Linked DNA regions of Gossypium arboreum: region 2 is linked to region 1. The links are chromatin contacts, called in public Hi-C maps. All regions are on one chromosome and are shown on one strand. Each heading gives the region's core, a stretch centred on a gene start, on an enhancer-like site or on the middle of the called end of the contact. The rest is flanking DNA. Distances are from core to core; before and after follow the strand shown. Region 1 holds the start of LOC108480141. Region 2 has its middle 8.2 kb from the start of LOC108482361.

Region 1 (7,917 bases), core at 1,980-4,479:
TACTTCAATTTAGGGAAAAAACCTAAAAAAATTTTATTCTGAAAATAGACTTATCATGCTTGATTCTCTAGTGTCTTAAAATTTAAACAATCAATGCACAATTACCTATGAATTTAATCTAAAACACATCAATGATAATCATAAATTAATAAGAATTCATTCTAATAGTAATGTGAGAAAATTACTTAAACACAAGACATAATTCAGGGATTTTCTAATAATTCTATATATAACCTCCCCACACTTAAGATGTACATTGTCCTCAATGTACAATCATATATAATCACAGTATAAACAGAAGATCATAAGAGAGGGAGAAAACTAAAACTGCCCTGAATATTGGATGAAATCTTCAGAATAGTGAAAAGCGGAATTGCAGTCAAATTTAAATGTAACTCATGATTCCGAACAAATTAACACGAAAGTAAACACAAATAATAAAGAAAATTAAGAGGTTATAACTCGATTAGAAACAACCATAAATCTTTCAAAAGATAATAATGAAAATAAGTTGAAGAGAAAAAAAATAAAACAACTAAAACAAAATTAAAAAGAAAGATAAATAATAATAATAATAATAATAATAATAATAATAATAATAATAATAATAAAATAATAATAATAAACTCAATGATATCAATAAACTTAAAAGGTAATTGTAATGATAATAGTAAAAAATACGAAAGAAAAAAAAAAAAAATAGAAATAGCAAAATAAAAATAATAAAAGTATATAAAAATTAAAATATATAAAAATTAAAATATAAGTATAAGAATAATAAATTAATTAATTAATTAGTAAAATAAAAATAAATAATATAACAATTAAAATAAATAAAATAAAATTGGGGTGATTAACCTATTTTTCACATGGCCATGAACATGCCCATGTGTCCAGGCCGTGTGAGTCACATGGCCATGTAGCCAGGCCGTGTGTGTTTTCCTTCGCTTCTCCCATGCCCATGTGAGATCCCACACTCCCGTGTGGCCAGGTTGTGTGCTCCACACACCCGTGTGGTTAGGCCATGTAACTCTTTAACTTTGAAAAAATTAGCTCCAGGTTTCACACGGCCTAAAACACGTCTGTGCACTACAACAAAACAGGTTTTTAGCGGCGTTTGAATGAAAAACGCTGCTAAAGATCGAGTACTAGCGGCACTTTTTAAAAAACGCCGCTATATGTACACCTTTAGCGGCGCTTTATAGAAAACGCCACTAATGCTTGATCTTTAGCGGCGTTTTTTAAAAAACGCCACAAAAAATTAACACAACGCCGTCGTTTTGTATTGTGCCTTTAGTGGCTTTAGCGGCGCTTTTAAAAACGCCATTAAAGATCGAGTATTAGCGGCATTTTTTTAAAAACGCCGCTATATGTACACCTTTAGCGGCGTTTTTTGGAAAATGCCGCTAATGCTTGATCTTTAGCAGCGTTTTTTAAAAAACGCCATCGTTTTGTATGGAGCTTTTAGTGGCTTTAGCGGCATTTTTAAAAAGCGCCGCTAAAGATCGAGTATTAGCGGCGCTTTTTTAAGAAATGCCGCTAATGCTCAATCTTTAGTTGCGTTTTTTATAAAACGCCACAAAAAAATGAAAAAAATTAAAATACTATTATTTAAAATAATTTTAAATATTTTTTATATATGACTAATTATTTTTTATTTATATGTTAAATATTTTCTTATATAATTGTAAAAGAGATAGTATTAATTTTAAAATATTGAATTAATTATCATTATAGTTTAGGGTTTACGGTATATGGTTAAGGGTTTAATGTTTATGAGTTACTATTTTAAAGTTTATGGATTATGAGTCTAGGGATTATGGTTTAAGGGTGGTTTAAGGGTTGGGGTTAATGGTTAGGGATTAGGGGTTAAGTGTTAAGGGGATAGGGGTTAGGCGTTAAGGGGAGAGGGGTTAGGGGTTTATGGTTTATGAGTTAATATTTTAAGGTTTATGGATTATGGTTTAGGGATTACGTGTTAGGGTTTAAGGGTTAGGGGTTAGGTGTTAAGGGTTTAGGGTTTAAGGGTTAAGGGATAGGGTTATAGGTTTAGTGTTTAGGATTTAAGATTTAGGGGTAGGGGTTAGAGGTTTAGGGTTTATATTAATTAGTATTATTTAATTTATATATTAAACGATTTCTTATATAATTGTAAAAGAGATAATATTAATCTTAATATATTAAAATTATGATTATAGTTTAAATTATTTAAGAGATAATAGATAAACTTTATATATATATTATTAAATATTGACTATTATAAGTTAATTATTATGGCTTCCAAATTATAACAAATAAAAATAAATATGAAAACTAAGAGATTAGTGGCGTTTTTTTTATAAAAAAAACCACAAAAAAACACTATGAAAACGGCGTCATTTTCCTTTCTTAAATTTCATCTTCTTGTGTCATGCCCGATACTTAGCCATTTCCCTTAAAATCCCAAAACAGATATCCCAAACGTTTAGCCATTTCTAGCAAAACCCCAAAATAAATTTCCCCAATTTTTTACATTTCCCCTAATCCCTAAATTTCCCCCAAAATCCCTAAGTTTTTTTTAATAGTACTTCATTTAAGTAAAGCCCTTGTATTTAAAAAAAATTAATTTTTTTCAGGTATTAGGGAAAGCGATTCGGCTAGGTATTTCAGCATCTAGAGTTTCTATCAATGTTGGAAAAGTGGTAAATATTCGAGTAATTCATACTTATAGTTGAATTTTATTTGAATTTTGATCGATCTTATTTTTCTTTTATTTGTAATTGATGTCGAAGAAGCTTGATTTGTTTAGGATTTGTCTCAATAAATGCTGATATAAAGTAAGAAGATAGTAAAGAATGCAAGATTAACATTTTTTTTGTTTCTTTTTCTTTTAATATATGTGAGGTTCTAGCAGATTTATCAACGGAAATAAACTTTTAGAAAAATGAAAATATCGGGAGTTTTCACGAGAGAGAATTTCCTGTTCTCTTTCTCCAGATTCATTTGATTTATGTGATTATGTCAGGAAAGACGTAGGACTCTTACCCTTTTTTTGCCTATAAATATACATACTTATACCCCTTCAGTTCAGAATCAGATAGAGAAAAGAACAAACCCAATATATTAGTTTTAGTTTTTGAATCTTTAGATCAAAAGAATGGCAGAGGAAGTAGTACTGCTGAATTTTTGGCCAAGTATGTTTGGGATGAGATCCAGGATTGCTTTGGCTGAGAAAGGGATAAAGTATTAATACAAGGAAGAAGACTTGTGGAACAAGAGTGCTTTACTGCTACAGACGAACCCTGTTCATAAGAAAATCCCTGTTCTTATCCATAACGGTAAACCTGCTTGCGAGGCGCTCATTCAGGTTCAGTACATCGATGAGGTATGGCATGACAAAGCTCCTTTGCTCTCTTCTGACCCTTACCAAAAAGCTACTGCTAGATTCTGGGCTGACTATTTTGACAAGAAGGTACATTCTTTTTTTAAGAGGCAATATGTGAAAATAAGAAAATAGTTTTAGTTCAAAAATTCTTATAAAATTTCTCTCTGGAAAAATGTAAAGGCATAGCATGAAAATTTTGGCTGTAATTTAGTTGTATAATGATTTAAAGTAGAAATTCTACGGTACAAGATTTGCACCTTTGCCTTTTTTGGCATTTTTATTCATTTTTCACTTACAAAAGTACATATTGATGAGGAGTGGATGTCTGCTTGAAAATGACTGTGCATTTCTTTTAGTTCTTTATTATCGTAAAAATAAAAAAAAAAATTTGGCTTCCCGAATGAAATGGTTATCAAGTTGCTTAAATCAAATTCCTTTAAGTTGTGTTAGTAGATTATAGTTTTTTCTATCAGGTTTAGATTATAGCATTACATATTTTGTCTTGACAGGCACCATGATCCTGCTATTTTTATTTATTGATTGATGATAGGATTTTGGACTTGTACTTATTAAAGTTGCTACTTGGGGACCATTTGTTCTTCTTAATATGGACAATGATATTTTACAAAAGGACAATATTGATACAAAAAACGTTGCAAGTGAATGGCTTGGTAGCTCCTCTAAATTATTTAGCCTTAATGGAGTTGATACCACACTAACTTATGTTTGTCGACGTGAGTACATCATAGAATGTAACTGAAAGGTGCGTCTCTGTGGTTAATGGAAGCTCCTTCAATTTAATTTCTTGCTCTTAGCTTTTTATGATAATACCTAAATGATATATGGAGTTTCCTTGTAGCTTTAATGATGTTGTCTGTATGCTTTGTCTTTTGATAAAGCATTAATTATTATTATCACTAGCACTAACGACATTATGTTGTCTTGAATATTAAATTGCATATTCTCTATGTTAATGATTATATGATTGTTGTCCAAAGCTTGCTGAACATACATAGAGATGGCTAGTTGTATTTTGTTTCTTTTACTTACAGGTATTCTGCGACAACTACTTGGATGGTGGTTACCATGTGACATTTGCACACAAAGGCCTTACATCTGGTCTTTCACTTGATTCATATACCACTTCAGTATGCTTCGGTCTGACCTTTTTGCTAGTTATATTTAAGATTAAAATGCTATTTGTTTGGCTTGTAATGTAATACGGACATGCTTGAAGCTTCTTTTAAGTTAATTTTATTTATTATATGATATTATATGCTTATTGTAGTTTTAGAATATCAAACATGTGAAAACATAGTATTCACAATGCATAGTAGTAAGCAAGTGAATAAATTTTATTTTATACCTATAAGCTAGATATTTTGAGCAAGGTAAATTATGACACTTGCAACGATTAAAGAAAGGATAAATACATCATGTAAAAAGAGGATAAATCTTGTTTAGGGCATATTTTGGGATTCTTCCTTAACAACAAAATACATAAGACAAACATGATCTGACATGTTTAGTTACTATTCCTAAATAGCAATGCCTTCTTTTTTATGCTTTCACTTGTAATATACAAGACAGAGGAATAGCAAGGACAAGATGTGGCAGGTCTGGATTTTCTCTATGTCGGTTCTTGTAAGGATAGTAGATGGAAGAAGAGAATGTTGTTTATATTCATCTTAAAGGACTCTGCTTCTTCCATCTACTATTCCAAGGGTAGGCGAAGGATGACATATTTCCTGATGTTGTTGTTATTTGTTCAGGAATGAAAGGAAGGATACCGTAATACTAAGTAAAACAATCATCTAATGCATGCACCATATTATCCCAGATAAAGAAAATAGTAGCCTTTTGATTATAGATACTGAGTGTCACTCTGCAACCATGTCTATGTGCTTCTCTATGCACAATATGTACTTGGAGAATGATGATTGCATCAACCATTGTTCACCTGCCCTCAGTCACACATGCATATACATAATTGTGTCTTTTCCCTGTATCAAATATTTGATTTTGTTTTGTCGAAAAAAAAGTCTAATTTTGTATTGGTGTAAAGATAATTAAGCGTTTGCTTAAAATGTGAAAGATTCTACACATAAAGCTGTGAATTATGAAAATATTTTGTTTAAAAGACTGTTTTGATCACGGCTTTAATCTTATCCTGCATAAAGAAACCATTCGGCTTCTTTTCATTAGATTGACAATATATAATCTTCATGGGCTCAATAACTTAAGTGTTAATAATATAGATTATAGAAACTAAAACTAACATTTATAAATAAGGCACCTTGAGAATTGTTCTAATTCCAAATTGAACTTTCTTGAAACTATCTAGTGTTGTTGGTTATCACTGAATAGTTTAGGTGTAAAGCTCCTTCAACTTTTGGATGGCAAATATTAAATGCAAAGAATATGTCTATGTGAAGATTAATGAAGGCATATATATACCACAAAATCTTTTATTGGACCTCTATGTCTTGAGCTCTGAATTCTGCACATATGCTAGATACATGCTTCTAATTTTGCGTAAGTTTTAGATTATACAAGGTTAATGATAGGTAATGTTGTTTTAGAGGAGACTTATGCTTGGCTTCACATGCATTAGCCTCTCAAATGTTGTGTTTATGTATGTTGGGCAATTCAAAGTGCATGCGTGTGTGGGATGCTGACATTAACCGGGGTTTGAAAGTTCCTCTTACATAATATTGATGTTTTCTACTTGTTAGCCATAGTTGCAGTCTGTAGAATTCAACCATTTTTCTATTTTATTATAGAGAAGATTTTCTGTGCGACATGTATTCTGTAACTCATTTCATTTTTCATGTATTGGAAATATGGTTCCTATTTAACTGAGCTCTTGTTTTGGCCTTAGGATGACAAAACTTTCATTGAGAGAAGCCTAGCGGATAGTGAAAAAGTTCAGGTACTAGCAAATAATCTCTGGTTTTGTTTGTATGCTCAAAATTTACTGTTAATCTTGCAACCTCCAAAACCTGTTTAATAACCAAGGAAAATACACAGATGGAAGACATTAGACTGTGTGAAGGTGTTCAAAAGGGTATTGAATCACCTGCATATAGTACTGGAAGGTATGCGCCAAATGTTGAGAAGGCCATGCATCATTTCCATTGTCTGCTTTATGATAATCTCATAAACCTTTTCTGTTTGCTGAATGCATTTCTAAACTGCTGCTTAGCATTCATTGGAACTACCCAGGGTAAGTTTCTTTTTTGTTTATATTATTAAGAAGCTTTTTTTTCTTCAAGAATATCCATCTTCAGTATAATTCTATTAAATAGAATTTGTACTGTAGTCCCATATTTTATGATCTGCTAGATGATTTGGCTACATCCATGCTTGTCCTCTTGTTGCAAACTAAGTCTCATTCATATCGTATTAGCATAGATTATAATAAAACACAATATAAAGTAATGAAAAAAAACAAGGAACATGATGCATAAGAAATATATAAAATATATTAATGAGAGGATTAGGTAGATAGAAATGCCATTATGAAGTATGTTGCTTGTGTTGATCATTTGTGATGTGAACTTATTTTTAATGATATGGTGCAGACTGAAAGATCTTTGGTATGTGAGGTAAATACCACTTCTTAGCACTAGTTAACGTTGTATACATTTGATTAATTAGTTTTAAAATATATTTGTATAAAGTATTTTAATTTTTTACTAATTTAAATAAATTTTTTATTTTTATATTTGTAAAAGAAATTAGTTATAAAATAAAAATATATATAATTTAGTTTTCTAAATTTTAAAATATAAATAATGTATAAATAGTTTAAAATATAAATTTATTTGAATAAATTGAAATTAAATTGAAATAACCAATAGAATGGTCAAATTATAGTTTTCTCCTCCATCATGCTAAAATTTAATATTTAATACTTATACTTTGATTTGACATAATTTAATTTAATTGATATCCGTTAGTTCACTCGTTAGTATTGTTGACTCTATCAAAATGCTGATTTGAATTTTATTATTAGAATTTATATATTTTAAAATATAAAATTTAGCATTTTAACCATAATAGTTAATATTGTTAATTGACTATTGAATTAATTGATTAAATTATATCAAATTAGTTGAATGAGCTCTTTGTCATAATCATTATTGTTAATTTGATGTTGGGATGTTCCATTTTTGGATGTACCATTTTTGTTCATCTGAGAAAAAAAGGGTAAAAGGATACTATTTCTTAGGTTGCTTTCATTTTTTTTCTTTTCGCTTCTTTTTCTCCTACTTGTTGCATGTGCAGGCACATGAAACCACTAAAACTCCATCTCACTTGAAACTTTTTTTCTACTTTTCAAGGAACATCGACGCCTGTGTTTCAGTTCTTGTTACATAGTTATTGGATTCCAGCTTGCAAGTGGCACAATACGTCTCCTCTTTACTTACTTTCTTCATCTTATGATGGGAAAGTAATGTTGTGGGATCTAAGAACAGCGGTATCGTTTTGTATTTTCTGCATTCTCATAATTTAACTGTATATTGTTTTTCTGGATATCGTTTTGGTGA
Region 2 (7,917 bases), core at 3,109-5,608, 35 kb after region 1:
AAGTTTATGATAGGTAAAAAGTTTGGGATCAACTCATCAAAATTTCCAAATCTATTGATAATAACAATTTTGAACTGTGTTTGGAGATTTTAACCAAGTTTTATGGTACAGAGATAAACTTTTTAAGCTCTCTAATAACTTAAAAAGTTCTTCTAAGTTAATCCATTATTTTAAGTAATGATGCCTCTCTAAAATTTCATCTAAAGTCTCCTACTTCATATAGACCAATAATAGGAAAAATAAAGAAATAGTTTGGAAGAGACTCAACAAAACCTTTGCCAATAACCACTACTTCAACTCGTATTCCAACATCTCTATTTTGCATCTACCAGTTGCCTTCTCCGATCATTGCCCAATGATCTTATCATCTAACAAGTTAACTCTTTTTCAACAAAGCCTTTATCGTTTTGAAGTCATGTGAACTCTTTATCCATAATGTAGAGATGTTATCAATGAGACTTTGAAGATTAATGTAGAGGTTTTCTCTTTTATAAGCTTTTATGTAAGTTGAAAGCCTTGAGTTCGGCCTTGCAAAAATGGAACAAAGAAGTCTTTGTAATCTTGCTATTAGAAAGAAAAATCTTAAACATGAGCTTATGGAAAATCAATCTGAGCTCTTTTTTGACATATCTCTAGATAAGGAAAAATCCATCAGGAAAAGTTTAAAACAACTTGAAGAACGGGAGCATTTCCACTAGCTTCAGAAATTCAGACTTCATTGGAACTACTTAGAAGATAGAAACACTAAACTTTTTTCATTTCACCACTAAAAAGAGAAAAGTTGCCAATAGAATTGATGGAATCTTTGATCCCACTCCTAAATACTGGGATGATAACCCTCTAACCATCAAGTACATTTTCATAAACTTCTTGTTGACCTCTTTAGGACTCTACCCCCTTTCAATAGAGACTCAACACTCTCTTTTCTCAATAACTTGAATATGCCACATCTCTCTCAAAATGGCTTGACCTCCCTCTTTAAACCCTTTATTCCTTCCAAGGTTAAAAAAGTTATTTTTCAAATTAAAGCCCTCAAAGCCCTTAGTATTGATGGCAAGCCGTGATTATTTTATCAAAAGTATTATGATATAATTGGTGAGATGTCACGACCTCCACCCTCTCTTTTCTCAATGTAGGCCACCTGCTAAAAGAACTCAACAAAACCCTTATAACTCTTATCCCAAAAGGAATTTCTCAATCTCAACCCTCTTATTACCACCCAATCAATCTCTTAATGTGGCTTACAAGATTATTTCAAAAATTGTTGTTAATCGACTCAAAGAAGCACTTTCATTGCTCATCTTACCTTACCCAAATAATTTTGTTCCTAGGCGATTCATCACTAATAATATTATCCTAGCTTCTGAATTACGCCACGCCGTCAAAAGGAAAACTAAGGGTAGAGCCTCCCTTGCCGTTTTCAAAATTAATATGAATAAAGTCCTTGACAGAATTAACTAGGATTTCCTTCTCATGGTTTTGGAAGCATTTGGTTTTAATCAACGCTGGATCAATATAATAAGACAATGTATCTTTATTGTATCTTACCTAGTGTTGGTTAATGGTTCACCTTCCAAAAGCTTCTCACTTAACAAAGGTCTGCAACAAGGTGACCCCCTTTCTCCTTATGTGTTTATCATGTATATGAATGTCTTTTCTCATCTCTTCAAAGAAGCTGAAAATGATGGATCTATTAGAGGTATCAAAATCTCTAGAAATGCTTCTCTAATAAACCATCTCCTTTTTGCTAACAATTGCTACATTTTCTTCAACGCCAATGTGCTTTAGAGCCAGTTCTGCATTGCTTTTCAAAAGCACTTCTAGCTCCAAAAGCACTTCTGGAAGAAAAGCTATGCAGAACAAGCTGCTTTTGGCTGAAATTTTTAGCTTTTCAGAATTGCTTTTCAAAAGCACTTCTGAAAAGGATAAGCTAAAATTTTTAGCTTTTCCTCTCCCAAAAGCACTTTTAATGCTTAATTACTTTTTCACCCCTCCAATAACATAGTACTTTCTCTTTTTTTTCTTGATACTTAATTACAAATGAGTTAAAATCATTAATTAAAAATAAAAAATATTTTTTAAAATACTAATTACAAATATTTAATAGTTATATTTAAATATTTAAAATATAGTTTATATATTCTAATTAAATTTTATAAATAATTAATATTTATTGCTTAAAAATATTTAAAATTTATATTTTATATATTAAAATATTAACAAGAAGTTATAATAATTTTTTTATATTCTTACTAAAATATAATAATATTAACTAATTTAAATATTATTTAAATGCATATTTGTTACTTTATAATAACATGTCTAAAATAGACATTTTATTTCTCAAAAGCACTTTTTAACGGCAATGCTAAACACTCAAATTTTAAACCAAACTTTTCAAAAGCACTTCTAAAAAGTACTTTTTCACAGCACTTTTTAAAAACACTTTTCAAAAGTATTGCCAAACTAGCTCTTAACGTAGAAAGCTAAAATTTTTTCTTATAAACTTCAGCTCTTTCTCTCTCTCTTTGGATTACAAATCAACTTTGAAAAGTAAGAACTTTTTCTTAGCCCTTCCATAAAAGTCCATACAAGTAAATGGTTCAACGGCATTTTGAATACTAAAAAAAAGTAGACAATTCAAGAAAATATTTGGGTCTTGAATTGGGAAAAATTCATAATAAGAAGGAATTCTTTGGCAACCTACTTGATAAATTCAACTTGAAACTTGCCTATTAGAAATTTAAATGCCTCTCTTCCAGATAAAGACTAACTTTAACCAAACTCACTCTATCTTTAAAGTCCCTTTGCTATTTGTGATTATATAGATAAAAGAATTAGGTCTTTCTAGTGGGGTCATGACTCGAGAGAGACAAAATTTCACACTTGTAATTAGGACACTCTATGTGCTCACATTTCTCACATAGGCCTAAGAATTCGCAAAATGAATCTTTTCAATGAAACACTCATACAAAAAATCAATTAGCGTACCCTTATTGACAAACATTGCTTTCTAACCAGAGTCATCACCGCAAAATATTGCAACAAATACCCTTTTTAACTAGTGAAACCCAAACCATCCGATTCCTAAAGTGTGGAAAAGTATTTTCACCAGCAGAGACATCTCTAAAAAAGGTAAAGATATTCAACTATAGAATGGTCAAAATAGCTAGATCTCAATAGACCCATTCAAACCGTTGATTAACACAATTACACACCAAAAATCTAACCCGCAAGTTACTTTATTAATTCTTACAAATTCACTATAACTTCTCAACCTCAATATAGCAATTGATCTAATCACTAAAACTTCTATCCAAGGTGAGAAGATAAAATGGTTTAGAAAAAATGACTTCAAAGAGCTCTTCTCGGTGAAAAGCACTTATTCTCAAATAATAACTATTTGTAGATATTACAATTTTCAACACTTGTATCTTTATGTGTGCCCTCTTTAGTGAGCTTTTAAGTCTCCCTTGTTTGTATGTTGTGAGATATGAGATATGACACTTTTCAATGAACAAAACAATATGAATATTTGTTTCCCATTTAAACATTTATTTTATATATTAATGCGATTCAGTTCTCTCATACTTTTCTGTGTTATCCTAACTAAAATATATATTCTTTATATTGATTTTTTTCGCTTCTTTCATATTGTTTAGACATACGATATTTGTGTTTGAAATATTGTCCATAGCATTTAATCTTATTATATATATAATTAATCTGTTTTCATCCTTTCACCATGAAAAGTTAGTAAAGAAATGTTTAATACATCACTATTAATATAGTTGTGAAAACACGAGCAAATAAAATGAAGGCATTTTTTTATTAAACAACACTTTTTCTTTAATGAAAAGAAAAGTTTAATAAATCAAATATTTTTCATAATTTAATAAAACATTTTTAAAGTTTTTTTTCCTAATTTTCATTTTGTTAAATGATAAATTTACCAAATCCATTAATTTTATAAAATTTTATAATTTTTATATGCCTATAATATATTTGAAAATTTGTGGCATGTAATTTTTAGGAACAATATATTTGAAAATTTGATTTTTTTTTTGAGAAAACCAACATCTTACCAAATTAAATTAAATAGCAACCAGCAAGTCATGAGCCACTCTAACCCGGCCAGCAGGCCCACCCAATTACACCCTACCTCTAGCCCATAAGCTCACCACAATGTCCCATAATAACAGAAGATAAACTAATGAGAAGTCAGAACAAGAGATAAGCGAGTGCAGTCTATGAGGGACCTGTACCAGAACGATCGAGGTGAAGCAGATGTACCAGGCAAGCGGGGTCTTCTTCAATCCACACAAGACCATCAACTTCTCTGACTGGCTGCTCCGTAAGGACATGAGCCGCCTCGTTCGCCAATCTTCAGACATGTCGGAAAGAGCAGGACCGAAACCCAAAAGCTAGCCTCCGATATCCAGTATTTGAGCAAAAGCTTGCATCAAAGTTCACCTTGTAAAGCCCTGTAGGTGGAGCCACCCATTGCGTCCTTCGGCTAACAGCATCAAGGGCCGGCGAACCAGGCTGGGATGAGCATTGACGCAGGTAAGAAGCTACACACAACTCGATATCTGGAATGGAGACATTCCTACCTTCGTGAACAAAGCGATTGCGGTAATACCACAAGCACTACACAACCACCGAAATTTTCGAGTTGGTATACAAGTCCGGTAAAGTGAAGAAATGAAGGAACCAGTCTTGCAAGCTTGCCGTGTTCAATCGAGCAAGCCATGAAACCTGCAATCTTGACTATATAGCAGCCGTATGAGAGCATTCAAAGCATAAATGACATAGCGTCTCCTCCGCATGTCAACACAAAGGGCATAGCGGATCAATGAGGATTCGACGAGCAAAGAGAGTAGCTCTTGTGGGTATAAATCCTTTGTAAAAACGACAAACTGTCAAAAGGATTTTTTTTAGGCAACGGAAAGACCATAATGCATTGTAAAATAATTTCCCCTGTATGTCTATTACAACCGCATGGTTGTATGATATGTTGCCATTGAACCCCATAACGGTTTTGTAACCTGCTCGGTCACTATAACCCCGAAGTTATCATATTGCCACACCAGCATATCATCCATGCCAAATTTCGATAATGGAATGCTACTAATCAGATGCTTCATCCTTAGAAATCAGCAAATGAAGTAATTTCTGATCCCAAACCATTTCGTTTTGATTTATGAGGCCGGAAACCATAGTAACTGTCATATCCAATTACGCTGATTGCACCTTACCTGTAGGCGTTGCCGGTAGCCATTTATCAGTATATATGCCTATTTGTCCCCCCCCCCCCCCCCAAAAAAAAAAAATTCCAATCATTTAACATCTTTATTTTTTTTTTTGTCAAATTTACCAACTTAACATATTAATTGTGCTACCCTATATTATGTGATATATGATTGACAGAAAATAAATATTCTAAGTTAGTAAATTTTGATGGAAAATACTAATGGTGTTAATAATTGAGTTAGGATTTTTAAATTGAAAGAAAAATTAAAGGATTTAATTTTTAACTTTTAAAATATAGGACTAAATCTCAAATACTATAAAAGTACAGGGACTACCATCATATTTTGACCTATAAATATTATTAAGTCGTAGTAATGTGTGTAATTGAGTAATATTTGTGGCAACGAAAACTCTTAAAATAAGATCTAAAATGTTTTTAAGTTTTAGAGCAAATTGAATTATTTTAATTCATACATTTATGATTTAATCTATCTCACTACAATAAAATAAAAATTTCACAATCAAAATCCTACAATTCAGATTCCAATTTCAATTAAATATTAATATTATTAACAATTGTCGAGCACTGAAAGTCTGACAACTAAAATATGTATAAAAATTGATTAAAATTCAAATAATTAACTTAAATAGAATGATGATTAAAGTTATTATTAAACACCTCATGTTCAAATTATATTACCTTATCTTCTACTTTTAATATTATATAAAAAAATAATTGCCATTATACACCGGGTTTGGTTGTAAAAATTTTAGTGCATGCCTATTGGTTATGAGAATTAAATGAAATTGGATTTTGGGATGTAGGAATTTAGTTGTAGAATATATTTTCACCCTTTAATTGTAAGATGGTTAAAAAAAGGTTGGGTGTTGTATTGTTTATTTTAGTGAGATAGTAAACTTACAAAGATTCAATTTGATCTGAGAATTAAAAATATTTTGATTATATAATCACAACGTAATTGGAGCAGCCTTAGAACTAAAAACAAGAGTGAAGTCAAATCACTTTCTTAAAGGGTCGAATGAAATTTTAATTTTTTATAATTCATATCTTTATAATTTTAAAAGATTAAATCAATTTTTATAATTTTAGGAGATTAAAATGTAATTTTACTTTTATTAATTTAAAATTTTAAAAAAATTAAAGACTTTAAAAATAATTTTCTATTTTAGAAGGCCCAGGTCGTGCCAACCCTGAATTAGCCTCTAACTAAAAATTGTGAAGCACAAATAATTCCCAACAATGAGGGTGGGATACCATTCAAGTAAGATTTATTTTAGTCAAAATTAAATCTTATTTCTTCATATGATTTCAAGAGATATGTAATTAAAAGTTTAAAGTTAAGACTATATAAATTAATCAGTAAAAGAGACTCACACAAAAAGAAAGAAATGAATTTATAATAGTTTTCTTCATTTCAATGGTGAATCTCGCATCAGGATATATATTGCGAAAAATATATTACTTTATAAATTTAATGAATTAATATACATTATCTTTGCATCAAAAACTTGAATTTTCACAATTCAAACTCTGCGTAAAAAGCTTCAGAAAAACCACAGAGAGCGGACCTAGCAGTGATACTCTTACAACAAGAGACAGCGCAAGTGTTTTTGGTTGGATACAAGACAACCTTTAGTGCCAAGATTGATGCTTCGAATTTAAAAGCCAAGAACAAAACATCTTCAGCCCATTTCCATGAATGGGTTTTTCAAGCAATGCACGTCGATTTCGACACCCTTGGCTGTATCAAACAAGAGTTTCACCAGTATTTGTTCAAAGAAGCACAAAGATCCAGTATAATATCGGTACAAGACAACAAGTCTCAGTTCGTCATGGTAAATACAAGGAGCAATACTCAAACATAAACTAATCTTGATCAACTTTTTAGCTTTACCATATTTATATATTCAGTAGAGTTTTATCTCTCCATTTTATCGAGAGTCCTTCCAGGTTAATAAATTAGCTCAAGTACTGACACCATCCTCCCTCTTTACAAATTATAGATGATGAGATTAAGTCCAATCATACCTAACTTCTCTTTTAAGTACTCAAGACACTTCTACCCTATAAATCCATCAAAATTCTAAAAACAAATAGAAAACAAAACTCTCTGGCCCGACCCGAAGACCCACCTGAAATTTAGAAGGGTTTAGATAAAAATATAAGCTCGAAAAATGGGTTTGGGTAAAAAAATTAGGCCTGTTTAAAAAATAGGTCAGGCCTCGGATAAGGTATTTTTGGCCCGAGCCCGGCCCGAATTCACTACATGACAAAAAATCTATTTTTTTTAATATTATTTTCTTATTGATTTCTCCCTATTTTGTTACTATTTTACTATTATGTTGCTACTATTTTATTGTTATTGTTTGGATATTGTATAAATTTTATTTTATTGTTAATTTTTTTATTATTTTAAACACATTTGTTAATTTGGTTATTATTTTAGAAACATTTGCTTGTTAAGTTGCATCTATTTTAGTGTTATTTAAGTATACATATTTTTTAAAATTTATTTTCAATATGTTGAGATATTTTTATTTTGATGTTTTTAGTATTTTTGATAGTTTATATATATATTAAAATTATATAAAAATAATATAAAAATTACTATAGGCTGGCCGGGTCTAGCCCGAGTTTTAACA

Evidence for each region. A called contact is a pair of places that touch in the nucleus more often than the background predicts.
Region 2: a Hi-C map of leaf shows a contact between it and region 1, with 1.8 times the contacts expected there. The contact joins the enhancer-like site here to the promoter of LOC108480141 in region 1. A contact is called at or near these places in 2 of 5 Hi-C or Micro-C datasets (both in leaf).

What each region holds. Positions count from the first base shown.
Region 1 is chr1:109,316,778-109,324,694 of ASM2569848v2, forward strand. LOC108480141 reads left to right here and starts at 3,230. Exons shown (of 6, transcript XM_053030172.1): 1 at 3,230-3,451; 2 at 4,417-4,512; 3 at 6,246-6,296; 4 at 6,395-6,590; 5 at 7,711-7,847. The coding sequence starts at 6,395.
Region 2 is chr1:109,350,248-109,358,164 of ASM2569848v2, forward strand. No RefSeq gene overlaps it. Among protein-coding and RNA genes, the nearest start is that of LOC108482361, 8.2 kb to the right of the region's middle. Within about 2 kb of position 4,359, at least 2 of the 2 cell types and tissues checked have an H3K27ac peak or open chromatin away from gene starts, as enhancers often do. A contact at or near this core is called in leaf, where this site is marked.